2 separate regions of the Mus musculus genome follow, and region 2 is linked to region 1. The links are chromatin contacts, called in public HiChIP or PLAC-seq maps. All regions are on one chromosome and are shown on one strand. Each heading gives the region's core, a stretch centred on a gene start, on an enhancer-like site or on the middle of the called end of the contact. The rest is flanking DNA. Distances are from core to core; before and after follow the strand shown.

The links. HiChIP or PLAC-seq counts read pairs in DNA pulled down with a chosen protein or histone mark.
Region 2: an H3K27ac HiChIP or PLAC-seq map of microglia shows a contact between it and region 1, with 2.7 times the contacts expected there. The contact joins the promoter of Tmem204 here to the enhancer-like site in region 1. A contact is called at or near these places in 13 of 39 promoter capture datasets (the 3T3-L1 cell line, the HPC-7 cell line, cranial neural crest and 6 more), 1 of 15 datasets of contacts at CTCF or cohesin (pro-B cells), 26 of 484 Hi-C or Micro-C datasets (8-cell embryo, the AML12 cell line, B cells and 21 more), 11 of 115 datasets of contacts at active chromatin or transcription factors (the 230-238 cell line, the HPC-7 cell line, bone marrow-derived dendritic cells and 7 more) and 4 of 9 other capture datasets (adipose tissue, embryonic stem cells, liver and 1 more).

Annotation. Positions count from the first base shown.
Region 1 is chr17:25,041,720-25,048,192 of GRCm38.p6, forward strand. It overlaps Ift140 (intraflagellar transport 140), which reads left to right. Exons shown (of 30, transcript NM_134126.3): 13 at 3,330-3,457; 14 at 3,786-3,903. Among named protein-coding and RNA genes, the nearest start is that of Ift140, 29 kb to the left of the region's middle. Within about 2 kb of position 3,767, at least 42 of the 459 cell types and tissues checked have an H3K27ac peak or open chromatin away from gene starts, as enhancers often do. A contact at or near this core is called in the 230-238 cell line, B cells, the CH12 cell line and 6 more, where this site is marked.
Region 2 is chr17:25,077,599-25,084,071 of GRCm38.p6, forward strand. Tmem204 (transmembrane protein 204) reads right to left here and starts at 3,516. Exons shown (of 3, transcript NM_001001183.1): 1 at 2,666-3,516. The coding sequence starts at 2,945. All of the region lies in intron 18 of Ift140 (intraflagellar transport 140), which reads left to right.

The DNA of each region.
Region 1 (6,473 bases), core at 2,517-5,016:
GGAGCGCACACAGAGCCTGTTTCCAGATGTCCTGCCTAGCTGCAACATCACCCTGACTCTGGGCAGCAGCAGGATAGCTGAGACAAGTTGGGACACTAGTCCAGTATTTAGGGTGCCCCAGAAACTTTGAACTAGACCAACAACTCATTGCAATGAATATTTGAATGTAAAACTGTTTGGAGGGGAAAAAAAATCCCGTTTGACATACTGCAGTTTCCAATACCAGTTTAACAAAGGAATATGTGATGGAGAGGTGGGAAGGATGGAGGAACAGCAGGGAGTGTTGTGGTGGAGAGAGGCCGAAGAACTGGAGATGTGGTCATGGTGACCAGGCTGAGAAGGGGCTGCGGTAGACAGAGGATCATGGTTCTTGCCGAGTGGGGCCCACAGGGTGGTGTGCAACAGCCTGGAGCTTAGCAGATTTAGCCTGAGCATGCTGCCCAGCTGCACAGTCGCCCTGGTTCTGAGCAATGGCAGGATGTCTGAGATGAAAAATGGTTCACTTTCTGCATTGGACTCCTGGAAAGATCCCTACGGTCTTTGCTTCCCCTGGAGGCCACACTGGTATCACTGATCCGCTACCCGGGACCATGGTGAAGCCAAGGTTCAGGTGGATATCTGTGGTCCTGTTAATATCTGTGGCTCACGTTGCCACCACAGGACAGTGGCTCACGTTGCCACCACAGGACAGTTGAAAGTCAGGGTCTGTGCTGCCACTGAGACCATCTGAGGTCCATGGCGTGTGCTGATGCCAAAGGCCGCGATCTGTGCTCCCGCTGGCTGTGGAGGGCAAAGAAGCTGCTTTTGCGGTGGTGGTGATGCCTGCAGACTCACAGTTGAGAAGGAGACATGGAAGCTGCTTTTGCGGTGGTGGTGATAGCTGCAGACTCACAGTTGAAAAGGAGACATGGAAGCTGCCTTTGCGGTGGTGGTGATAGCTGCAGACTCACAGTTGAGAAGGAGACATGGAAGCTGCCTTTGCGGTGGTGGTGATAGCTGCAGACTCACAGTTGAGAAGGAGACATGGAAGCTGCCTTTGCGGTGGTGGTGATAGCTGCAGACTCACAGTTGAGAAGGAGACATGGAAGCTGCCTTTGCGGTGGTGGTGATAGCTGCAGACTCACAGTTGAGAAGGAGACATGGAAGCTGCCTTTGCGGTGGTGGTGATAGCTGCAGACTCACAGTTGAGAAGGAGACATGGAAGCTGCCTTTGCGGTGGTGGTGATAGCTGCAGACTCACAGTTGAGAAGGAGACATGGAAGCTGCCTTTGCGGTGGTGGTGATAGCTGCAGACTCACAGTTGAGAAGGAGACATGGAAGCTGCCTTTGCGGTGGTGGTGATAGCTGCAGACTCACAGTTGAGAAGGAGACATGGAAGCTGCCTTTGCGGTGGTGGTGATAGCTGCAGACTCACAGTTGAGAAGGAGACATGGAAGCTGCCTTTGCGGTGGTGGTGATAGCTGCAGACTCACAGTTGAGAAGGAGACATGGAAGCTGCCTTTGCGGTGGTGGTGATAGCTGCAGACTCACAGTTGAGAAGGAGACATGGAAGCTGCCTTTGCGGTGGTGGTGATAGCTGCAGACTCACAGTTGAGAAGGAGACATGGAAGCTGCCTTTGCGGTGGTGGTGATAGCTGCAGACTCACAGTTGAGAAGGAGACATGGAAGGCTTCTGTGACAACGCCCAACCCCCGACCCAAAAAAGTAACAGCCTAGACAGAAAGCCATCGAAGAGAACTCTTAAAACTACTGTGCTAAAGATGCTGAAGTGTAGCTCTCCACACTGACAGCTTCTAACAGGTCCAGGTGGGGAGGGACTCAGTTTCTTTAAGGGGCTGGCCACTGGGAGTTTGACCATGCTCCAGTGTATGGGCAACACAAATTGGACTCGGTTTTGTTTTCTCTCCTTTTGGGTTTTTTTGTTTTTTTGTTTTGTTTTGTTTTGTTTTTTGTTTGGTTGGTTTTTTGTTTTGGTTTTTCGAGACAGGGTTTCTCTGTATAGCCCTGGCTGTCCTGGAACTCACTTTGTAGACCAGGCTGGCCTTGAACTCAGAAATCCGCCTGCCTCTGCCTCCCGAGTGCTGGGATTAAAGGCATGCGCCACCACGCCCGGCTTTTGGGGGTTTTTTTTGAGACAAGGGTTTCTCTGTGTATCCTGGCCGTCCTGAAACTCAATCTGTAGATCAGGCTAGCCTCAAACTCACAGACATTCTTCTGCCTCTGCCTACTGAGTGCTAGGATTAAAGGTGTGCATCCCCACTGTTTGGCCCTTCTCGTTTTTTTTTTTCAGGGAATGGTAGGAGGTCACAAGGGTTGGGGGTGGCAGAGCTGGGGAGAATGGGAAGTGAGCGTGATTGGGGTGCGTGATGTGAAATTCCCAAATAATCACTAAAAATATTATGTAATAAAAAGAATAGAACTTGTGTGGTTGTGTAGTGAGAATGTCAGGGAGTTGGTGGAGGATGGGAAAAGCCTGGGAGGTTTAATCAGGAAAGGCTGGAGGGCCGCTTCTGACAGTGAGGGGGAGAGAGAAGTAGGCTCCTCCCACATCCTGAGTCCCGGCTAAGTGTGTGTGGTAGCTGAGAAGTGGAAGCTGTGGAAACAGAACAGGTATAGGTAAGCTTGACCTGGAGACTGCCTTCTTCCCTGCAGTAATGTACCCATACTGCTTCTGCTCCATCTGCCCACCCTCAGTACAACGCTCCACCGCTCATTGCTGACTACCAGACTCAAAGATCCAGATACAGAGTCATTTAACTGCTCAGTGCGTGTTCTCTCCTTTTCTGGGCTCTCCGATAGCTGGCTTCTTCCTGGTTCACCTCATTTTTAAGCCCCTAGAAGAGACATTAATTCCTTAGGCATTTTATTGAGATGTAAAATACAGGACATATGACTGTGTTATAAGTGTGGATTGTCTTCCACGAGTGGCATATGTCCAGGATGTGACAACCATCCTGGCAGAGGTACTCTCCCATCTCACTACCCAGAAGGCCATGCACCTAACATCAGCCACATGAAGAATATCATTGCCCACCTAGACCAACTCACAGGGACGGAGGTCGCCATCTGTGTACCTTGCTACAGTCCGCCATGTGTGTGTGACCACAGAGCACTTCTTAGCTGAGGGACCTGTGCATCTTTGATCCTTGCCCCGAGGCCTATGTCACCGAGACTGTGCAGAAGGGAGACCTGTCTTCCTATGGATCCAGCCCTGGTCTAATGCATGCCAGCCCCTCAGCAATCACTACTGTTCGCGTGAATGTTGTTCCGGAGAGAAAGGGGGCACTGCACCACAGACGAGCATGGCTAACTTGTTCTTCTTTCCCCAGGGGACTGTCAAACAACTTCTGCTATTCTCTGAGACCGAGGGGAGCCCCTGCTTCCTGGACGTCTGTGGGACTTTCCTGGTTGCAGGGACAGATTTAGCTCATTTTAAAAGTTTTGATCTTTCCAGAAGGTACAGTTTCCTTCCACACTCAAGTATTAAATGCTGTTTCATTTTTTAAGTTATGGGGCAATTTAGTAGACAGGAAATTGGAACAATGTCTTATCTCACATGACACCTTTTTTTTTTTTTTGTAAATTAGAAGAGACCTTTTATTGGTTCTAAGATGAACCTCCTTTTCCCTGGACTAGGGGGTTAAGTACACAGGTGAGAAGAGGTGAGCTGAACAGAACACTCTACAGTCCAGGGTCTCAGCAGTCAGAGAAGCTCATTTCTGTGACCAGCAGGAAGGTGCCAAGAGGACGCTGATGTCATTCTTCCTCCTCCTGTCCTCACACAGGGAAGCAAAAGTGCACTGCAGCTGCAAGAACCTGGCCCAGCTGGTCCCTGATGTGGGGAGCATCACTTCTCTGAGATGCAATGCAAATGGGAACAAGATCAGCATCCTCCTTAGCAAGGTAAGGCCAACATCCCTGCCGGCCTTCTGATCCATATGAAGGACCTCCGAGGATACGGGCTGTGCCTCTGGGCCCTGGCAGGACCTGACAGACATAGCTGTTTATTCTGTCTCCTCAAGTCTTTTAGGTCTTTATGTCTAACCTTCTCTCTAGCCCCTCCTTGCTTCAGATCCTTCCTCAGTTTCTGCCTTATATCAGCTCTCTCCTGCCTGCTTCCATCTTGGGACACACACACAGTCTGTTCTTTTGTGTGTGTGTTTGGGGTGTGAGGGGTGGAAGACAGGGAGGATTGTTGTTGATTCAAGACAAGGTTTGTCTGTGTAGCCCTGGCTGTACTGGAACTCACTTTGTAGACCAAGCCGGCCTCAAACTTGGAGATCTGCCTGCCCTTGCCTCCTGAGTGCTGGGATTAAAGGTGTGCACCACCACCCCTGATCCATACTCTGTTCGTATGTGCTCACCTGCACACACTTTCCATATTTCCTGCCCTTCTTGGTTTTCTTCGGAATCAGCCGTATCTTCTTTAGAGAGCTCTTTGTCCTTTTCTTGCTTGTCTTCTTCATCACCTAGCCAACATCACAAGACAAGACCACTCACCGGGCAGTGGTAGCGTTAATCCCAGCACTTGGGAGGCAGAGGTTTCTGAGTTCGAGGCTAGCCTGGTCTACAGAGTGAGTTCCAGGACAACCAGGGCTAAACAGAGAAACCCCTGTCTTGAAAAACCAAAAAGAAAAAGAAAAAAATGAAACCCTGTCTCCAAAAACAAAAGAAGAAGAAGAAAAAGGAGGAGGAGAATGGAGGAGGGAGTGGTAGGCATGCTAAGACAACAGCAAAAATGTCATTGTCACTTGTACTTTGGTGTCCCACTGACCCTGACCCTAACGGCAGCTTGGCTGGAACAGGGAGGACAAGTGGAAGTTGATAAAGTAATACAAAAGAAAGTAAGGACACAAAGTGGCGGCAGTGTGAGACCCATAGTGGAGAGTCCTCCAGACCTGGGCAGGGGAAGCTGGGACAGTGATAAGAGAATATCCATGACCCATAGAAACCCTGTGTGCAGAGGCTGGAGCCATGACTCAAAGGTTAGGACCACTTGTTGCAGAGGACCTGGGTTCTGTTCCAGCACCCACCTACTGGTTCACAATCATCCTTAACTCAAACGCCAGGGGATCTGACAGCCTCTTCTGACCTCTGTGGGCACCAGACATACATGTGCTGCACAGACATACATAGACATATGTGTAGTCAGTCACTCAGTAAGGGCAGACAGAATCCCCTGGACAGCTCTGCAGCAGTTGAGCCCAGACAACCTAGAGCAGCTGAACCTGAACCCAAGATCCAGTTGTTTTCTCTCACTTCCCTGGCCACTTCCCAAGCACTCTGATGAGGCGCAAGGTCCATGCAGTTTTCAGAGATAGCATAAAAGAACCCTCAGCTGGGGGCTGGTGAGATGGCTCAGTGGGTAAGAGCACCCGACTGCTCTTCCGAAGGTCCGGAGTTCAAATCCCAGCAACCACATGGTGGCTCACAACCATCTGTAACGAGATCTGACTCCCTCTTCTGGAGTGTCTAAAGACAGCTACAGTGTACTTACATATAATAAATAAATACATCTTTAAAAAAAAAAAAAAGACTAAAGTAGGGCATGGTAAAAAAAAAAAAAAAGAACCCTCAGCTGGGCCCTTGTCACTGCCTGTGCTGCCTCCTGGGACTTGGGCCAGTGTGTCTCCACCTCCTTCTTCCTCTACACAGCATTACTAGAGCAGTTACAGGCTCCGTGCGCCCTTGGGGATGCTGACATTTCTTTATCTTAAAATAGGGTCCCTAAACACTTGAGACAAGAGCCCGTGCAACATAAAGTCAACGCTTTAAGTGAGGGATCCGGTGGCACTTGGCACATTTGCAGTATAGTACAGCTGCCACTCCGGCTGCTTCTAAGAATCTTCGCTCCTGTCACCCTCAAGCCTGCTCACTGCCTCTGGGTTTTCTTGTTCTGGACATGTCATAAACTGTGTGGCCTTGTGAGTCTGGCTTCTCTCCCCCATGCCACGTTACAGGGCTCATTTACATTGCAGCACGTGTCTGAGTTGGTTTGGGCGGACACATTTTCTCCACTGATCCTCACCCAGTAACTCCCACAGCTTGCTCTCCTGAATGGTGCTCCTGTGAATTTAGAATGGAAGCAGCACCTTAGATACTGCTCACCACTGTGAGCAGCAGTCCGTACGGCAGGAGCCGCCAGGCTCTCTGTGCTCAGGACTTGCGTCAGCTGCCAAATGGGAGCAATCATCATCCGCATCTTTGTCAAGTTTGTTTCACTTGTACTCAGTTGTAGAAATGATACTTTTGCCATAAATCCAAATTCCTTTTGAGTCCCTTGGTTACTTTACCTCCAGGCTGAGCATGGTGGCATATGCCTTAAATTCTGGCACTCAGGAGGCAGGGGCAAGCAGATCTCTGTGAGTCAAGACCAGTCAGGTCCAAGTCATCCAATGCTACACAGTGGCACTCTCTTTTTCCTTTCTTGTTTTAAATCTCCAGTCAAAACTGAGAGTAGCTCACAACTTTTT
Region 2 (6,473 bases), core at 2,266-4,765, 36 kb after region 1:
ATGAACCATGTTCCTATCCAGTGCTCTCAAGACATCTGGGAGCACAGAGCCGTTAGACCAGAGTTCAGAATCTCACAGAATGGCCCATGTGCTCAGTCCGCATCTCAGGCAGGTCCCGTGTATGTTTGCAGCCAAAAGCACCAGTGATTCTAACTCCGTGTGTTCTACAAGCCAGAACTGACAGCTCAGAGCTAGCAGGAGGTGCCCGTGACACATGGCCCCACCAGTGATGCCTGGAAAGGCTAAAAGTGGCCTGTCTTGTAGTGTTGCTCCAATGCCCCAGGCTGCTTCACGTAATGAAATTGTGAGCAAGCCACATAATCCTGTGTGCCACAGACAAGCCTGATAGGCCCGTGATGTGCACTGGAGGGCTTTGTACAGTGTCATTGCTCAGGCATGAAGGATGTTACCCCAGTGCCATCTGTCTAGATGGCAGAATTAATGAGTTACCCGGTAAGGTCCTGCCTGAGAGTCTCAAGGCTGGTCACAGGTAGCAGGTGGTCTGCGGGCTGGGAATGCACGTGCACACGGATGAGGGTATCAGGAATCACCGGCTGGGGTTGCTGTTTTCTGTGTCCCACGGAGAGCAAGGTTGTGAGCTGAGATGAGTGGTTGGCACAGATGGGAGCGAAGCTCGTGCAGAGGAGAGGAAGAGACCAGCGGCAGCCCTGCCCCCAGGCTCCCGGGCACACAGCCAAGCAGCCCTGTCCCAAGCCAGGGGGTTAGGGACCAGCTTCCCTCAGGAAATGCTGACTTATGGCTGCTTTGTTCTACTTCGTTTCAGTCTCAATGTGTGTTAGAATGTGTTAGCAACCAGAATTACCCATCCAGCCTGTTTTCCAGACTTTCCTCCTGTTACTTATTATCAAGAAGTGTCTCTGATTTTTCTGTTGTTTGAACAACAGTTGCTGTTCAGATTCATTGAGGATGAGCTACCTTTCAAGGCCATATTAATTACAAAAGGAGGGTTTTTTTCTCTCTTTGAGACAGGGGTCTCACTGTGTATCCCAAACCAGCCTGGATGAGCACCTGAGGGCTACGATTATAGTCATCTCCCACCAGCCACTCTTAGGAAACTACTTTAAATTGTCTAGGGATCTTATGCAGAGCAGCAGGCTCACATAGGTGGGAACCTTAGGCACAGGTAAGGGGGAAGATGAGGGGTACTCAGGGCAGGCGCAGCTGAGGCTGCCATGCTGCCACTTAGATGTGGACAAGGAGGAAGGTATAGGGGCCCTATTCGTTCTATTGGCCTGACCTCTGGAGGTGCAGAGTGGGAAGAACAGATGTCTACACAAGATGTTCCTGGGATGACCTGATAGAGCACAAAAAGCGGGGAAAGGAGGCAGGAGTGTGCACATATCACAAGGCATGGTTGGCCTCCTCAGAATCTTTATGGCCTGGAGTGGGCTGGGTCTGGAATTGGCTATTCTCAGAGCCTAATGAGAGGCACTAGGTAGGAGCTCCTGCCTATACCTGGCCCCACCCCAGAAGACCTGAGGCTTCTAGGACTGGGCAAACCACAGCCCATATGAGAAGCTTAGGGAAGCCTTGAGGTTACTAGCTCTCCTGCTTAGGCAGAATGGTCATAGGATGCACAGGGAGAGCTCTCCATGGACACATGACAGAGACCCACATTGAGACCCTTGGCCTCCCACAAGGCATCTAGCTCCTCAGAGTGCATTCATCTTTGATCTTCTCAATAAAGGGCTCCCTGCCTGTCAAGACCCAAGGAAAGAGGCCGAGCTGTCCCGTGGTAAGCTTGGGTGCCTCTGCTCGCAAGAGGCGGGTGGTGTTCCCCTGCCTTGTCGGCAAGCCCTGTGTCAGTCATGACCAGGGCTGAGGTGGTTGCACTGGGCACATTGCTCAGGATTTCCAGGAAGTCCCCTTACACTGAACAGATGTTCACCTACGTCGCATGCTTTCTAAAGACCAGCGTCATCTCCCGACAGCCGCCATCTGACCTGTAGCCTCCAAGGCAGTTTGTAGGAGACTGGGTACTTGTTAGACAGACCCTCTTGTCTGCTTTAGGGGGTCATTACCAGGAAAGAACTCACATGTCAGCAGATGTGTCGATTTTAGATTGCATCCTCATATTTATGAGGCCCTTTATTCTCGTACTCTCAAACAGTGCATGCTATTTAAAGAGACGTTTCCAACTCCCAGGGTAGTGCATAGACCCCAGAACAAGAGAGCTGGGAAAGGAAAAGGCCACCATGGGCGTCAGGGAGGTAACACTCTGCCCTTTGCTGCTCTGTGCCTCCTCTGGTCTCCCGGACATCCCAGCCAGAGTCTCCTGCACTGTCCGAAAGGCCCTGACCACCTCAGCCGTTAAGACAGAACTCAGCCACATGTTCTCACACTTCTTGTTTTCCTTATTAAGTAATATTTCTTTCTAACCAAGGAAAAATGACTTGCTTTGATTAGGATACCCATCTTTCATCCTTCAGCCACATGTAATGGCAGAGAAGGAGCCTCCAGCCACGGGAGTGACTTCTTGTGAAGGAAGCCACAGACAGAGTCTAAGCTGAACAGTGGAGCTCTGTAGCGTTGCTTGTCAGGGTGGGCAGGAGGTGCAGGTTCCCTGCTGCCACCCTCAGCATGGACGGACACAACCTCCCCTCACCTAACCACTGGAAGGTGACAGAAAAATAACAAGACTTACGTTTGACGGTGCCTCGGGACTCCTGGAAACCTGCTGATTCCGAGCCCCATCCTAGAACCTCACAGTCATGGGTGTCCACCTGCCCAGTTCGAGTCCCAGGGCTTGTGACTCCCTTACCCCTGTCCACCAGCCAGCAAGACTTCCACAGCCCCACACTCCGCTTGCGTCCGTCCTCCAGCGTCTGGTACACCCAATTGGGGGTGAAGGCTGCTGCGTTGTTGAGGATGAGGGAGACCAGGGCCACCAGCACAGCGGTGGCCACAAGCTTCTGGAGAGTCATCTCTGACTTCCAGGACTGTCTATCTCGGAGAGTTCCAAGTCCCAGTCAGCCGCTGTGCATCCAGAGAAAGCCAAGATGCTGCTAGGGGTGGCTAGAGGACATCAGCACTCATCCTTGGGAAGCTATGCGGCAGCTCCAGCCCGGCACAGGAGGATGTCGCCCATGGGACGGGTCCAAGAGAGCTACTCACAGCCCTGTCTTAGCCTGCCTCTTGAGCCTGGAGCAGGGACAAGCCTGTGCTGAAGCTGGTCTCCCCAAGACCCATTCCAGGGAGAAATCTGGGGCACTGGCTGCACCAGCGAGAATCCAGAGTTGTAAGTGGGTCGTCTTCTTTGGAACAGAGGCCAGGGAGGCTGTGTCCACAGTGCCTCTTGCCTACAGCAGTGGAAAATGGACAGCAACTCGGGAGGCAGGCACAGCGTGGGAATCAGCCAGGTTACGCGCCTCAGAACGGGCTGTGGGAGCCAGTCTGATGGAGGAACAGGGTTGTGGACGCAGTGTGGGTTTGGCCACCTCTCTGCTATGTATCCCGTCTTGGTATCTCTGCCACAAATGGCAGGTCCTGAAAAGCAGAACGCCTGCCACAAGGAAGCATGTGTATGCGCGTATGTGTGTGAGCTCCCGTTTCCCTGTCTCTCAGCAGAGAGGAAATGGTTGTTTTTGAGGCTGTTTTTGGTGAGCAGGAGGGCGTAGCCAACTGCAACAAATAGCAGCCCTGCCACAGAGCCAGACACTAACAGGATGTGCTTCCTGATGGGAAAGGCCTGGGGAGACTTCAGAGGCCTGCTCCAGCCCACCACTGGCTGCCCCTCCCCATCTTCCTGTCCCATAGGAATAGTCAGGGATGCCAGCCAGGACACTCATCTTCTTACCTGTTGCCGTCAAACCTAGCCAGCTGTGCTAGGTCCCGGACCAGGGGATGCTGCAGACAGCACGGGCAGGCAGAATCCTCAGGGACTAGGTGTCCATCCATCCATCCATCCATCCATCCATCCATTGCCTAAGGCATGATAGGTGCTGTGAATCCCCAATGTCTAAAGCAGTGGTTCTCAGTCTGTAGGTCATGACCTCTTTGGGGGTCAAATGACCCTTTTACACGGGTCACCTGAGACCATCAGAAAACACAGATATTTGCATTAGAATTCATAACAATAGCAAAATTACAGTTGTGAAATAGCAACAAACTAATTTTATGGTTGGGGGTCACCACAACATGTGGAACTAATGGCAGGACAGAGTAAGGTGTAGAGGCACCTGAGGCAGGCCACCATCTGCTGACAGAGATCCATTCACCTCAAGGGAGCAAGTGTACTCAGACCTTACAAGGAAGGGGAACCTTGAGGAACCTCTGCAAGGGGTTGTTCTTGGGCTGGCAAGAAAAGGTGGGATTCTGTAAGGGGTTGTGCCACCAAGCAGGCTGGATAGCTGATGTGACTTCTGAGCAGCCAAGTTTGCTTACTAGCAAAGTGCTCGCTCCCCTGAGGCTGGACAGAGCGACTGTACATTTGCTCTCCTTCCTCATAGCGCTTCAGCTCTGGTAAATAAAAGCCACCAGGTCTGAGACTGTGTCCCGCCTCCAGAGCCTCCCACCAGGGTTCCAGAGCTGCATAAATGAACACAAGAACGCAGGAGCTGTGGGCTGAACCATCTCAAACACACGTACTGCACCGCACCGCACCGGGCAGGATTGGGACAGCCTGGTGCTGACTAGTGCACTGGCCGGGACAGGCCGGAACCGACCTTTCCTGTCTTCATGAACTGACATGCTGGGCCACCCCCTACTTCCTAGTGTGGCTGCCTTCAATCACACGTTCCCATATATAGTCAGGCTCCTGGCACTCCTTAAGTTTACATTCCAAAAGGCAAGGACTCTGTCTCTGTCCAGCCTTTTGACTGTCAGCAGTTCTGAGAATGTAAGTCCTCTGAGGAATAATATGATTTTTCACCCTCAAGTTTGTAGCAAGTGTCATTGTGGCTTATTTATATTTTTTATTCTTATTGCTCAGGGCCTGAAGGAAATTTACGCTTCATTCCAGGTCTCTGGGCCAGCCTCCCTGTGGGGTATGTTCTAAGTAGGAGGGACTTGACAAGCCGTGTGGGGTGCCATCTACCCTCAGCTTGTGCTATGACTCCGAAGGCACTTAAGTGGTACAGCTGTCATTGTTTCTGCCTGTGCCTCCCCCCAGAGGCAGAATTAGGGTGCAACATCTCCTACACAACACTTCAGAGATGAAATATTTGAAAGGAAGGTCTCCCAAAGTCTCCGTTAAGAGAACATCTATTTTCCTCCTTTATTTTTTGGGTGGTTAGTAAATGGCTAATTCCCGGTGAGAACCGAGAAGCTGTGTTAAGATTCTCTAACTCTCAAACTGATGACATCCTCCTGTCTCAGCATTGTACAGCTGGCCCTGAAGGCTGCAGGACACGTGTGGGCATCTCAGGGAGGGAAGGCCCTTGCACCAGTTCTGGCTTTGACTTTCCTGAGCTGGGTGGGGAGGAAACCAGGGCCCTGATCCCCACCTGTGCTTCTAGGAACTTTTATTTGCAGGTGTCTGTCCCCTAAACCATCTGCCTATCTGTGTAGGAGGGGAAGCAGGGAGAGATGGACTTAGGAGGGTCCTCTCGTGAGATATGAAGCTCCTGTGTAGGAGGGGAAGCAGGGAGAGATGGAGTTAGGAGGGTCCTCTCTTGAGATATGAAGCTCCGGTGTGGCTGGTAGGAAATCTCTCACCCAGAGGGTTGACCTTTCTGCTGTCTGTTGCCCTGAGTCAGACCTTACATTGTTACTGGAGCTGCATGCTCATCCAGCCCCCACCCCCAGCACTGTGCCACCGCCATGGATTCTCAAGCACACACACACACACACACACACACCCATAGTCGAGAGGAGCATCACAAACGTAGCTCAGCCTAGCTGGTCCCCGACTTGCTCACTCAGGACAGGTCCAGCTGAGTGTAGGTCCTCCCAGAAAGCAGTAGAGGGAGCCAAGCCAGCTCCCTCTGTGGCCACATCTGCTTCTCATCCAGGCGCCTGTAAGCTGATGAAGTACAGATGTGATTCCTCTCCACAGTGTAACTCAGACAACAGGAAATTCTCAAGACTTGGACAGGGCTGAGAGGGTGTTTACTTCTTAGAATCTCTGCCAGATGCACAAATCCCAGAACTCGACACCGGAGTTAGAGCTGTCCTGTCCTTGGAGCAAAGTTGTCAGGGAGTTGTGTACAGAGAATGTCAGGAATCTGGTGGGAGTTGAGATGGTTCTGGACCAGACGCAGCCGCAGAGAACGTAGTGTGCATCTGTGGAGAAGGCTGGCAGCCATTTCTTGGGCCCAGGCTCTTGTAGCAGCTGAGACCTGACCCTCTGCATATTTGATGCACAAAGACCTCAGCCCAGTACAAGAAGGCCTTTGCTGGCATTTAAGGAGCCTTCCTCCCAAATTCATCCTGCCTGGCACAGCCTCCTCAGATCTGTTTGGTCCAGAGGCCTTTGTGAAAATAGTGGACATTTGAGTGGTGTCACATATAGG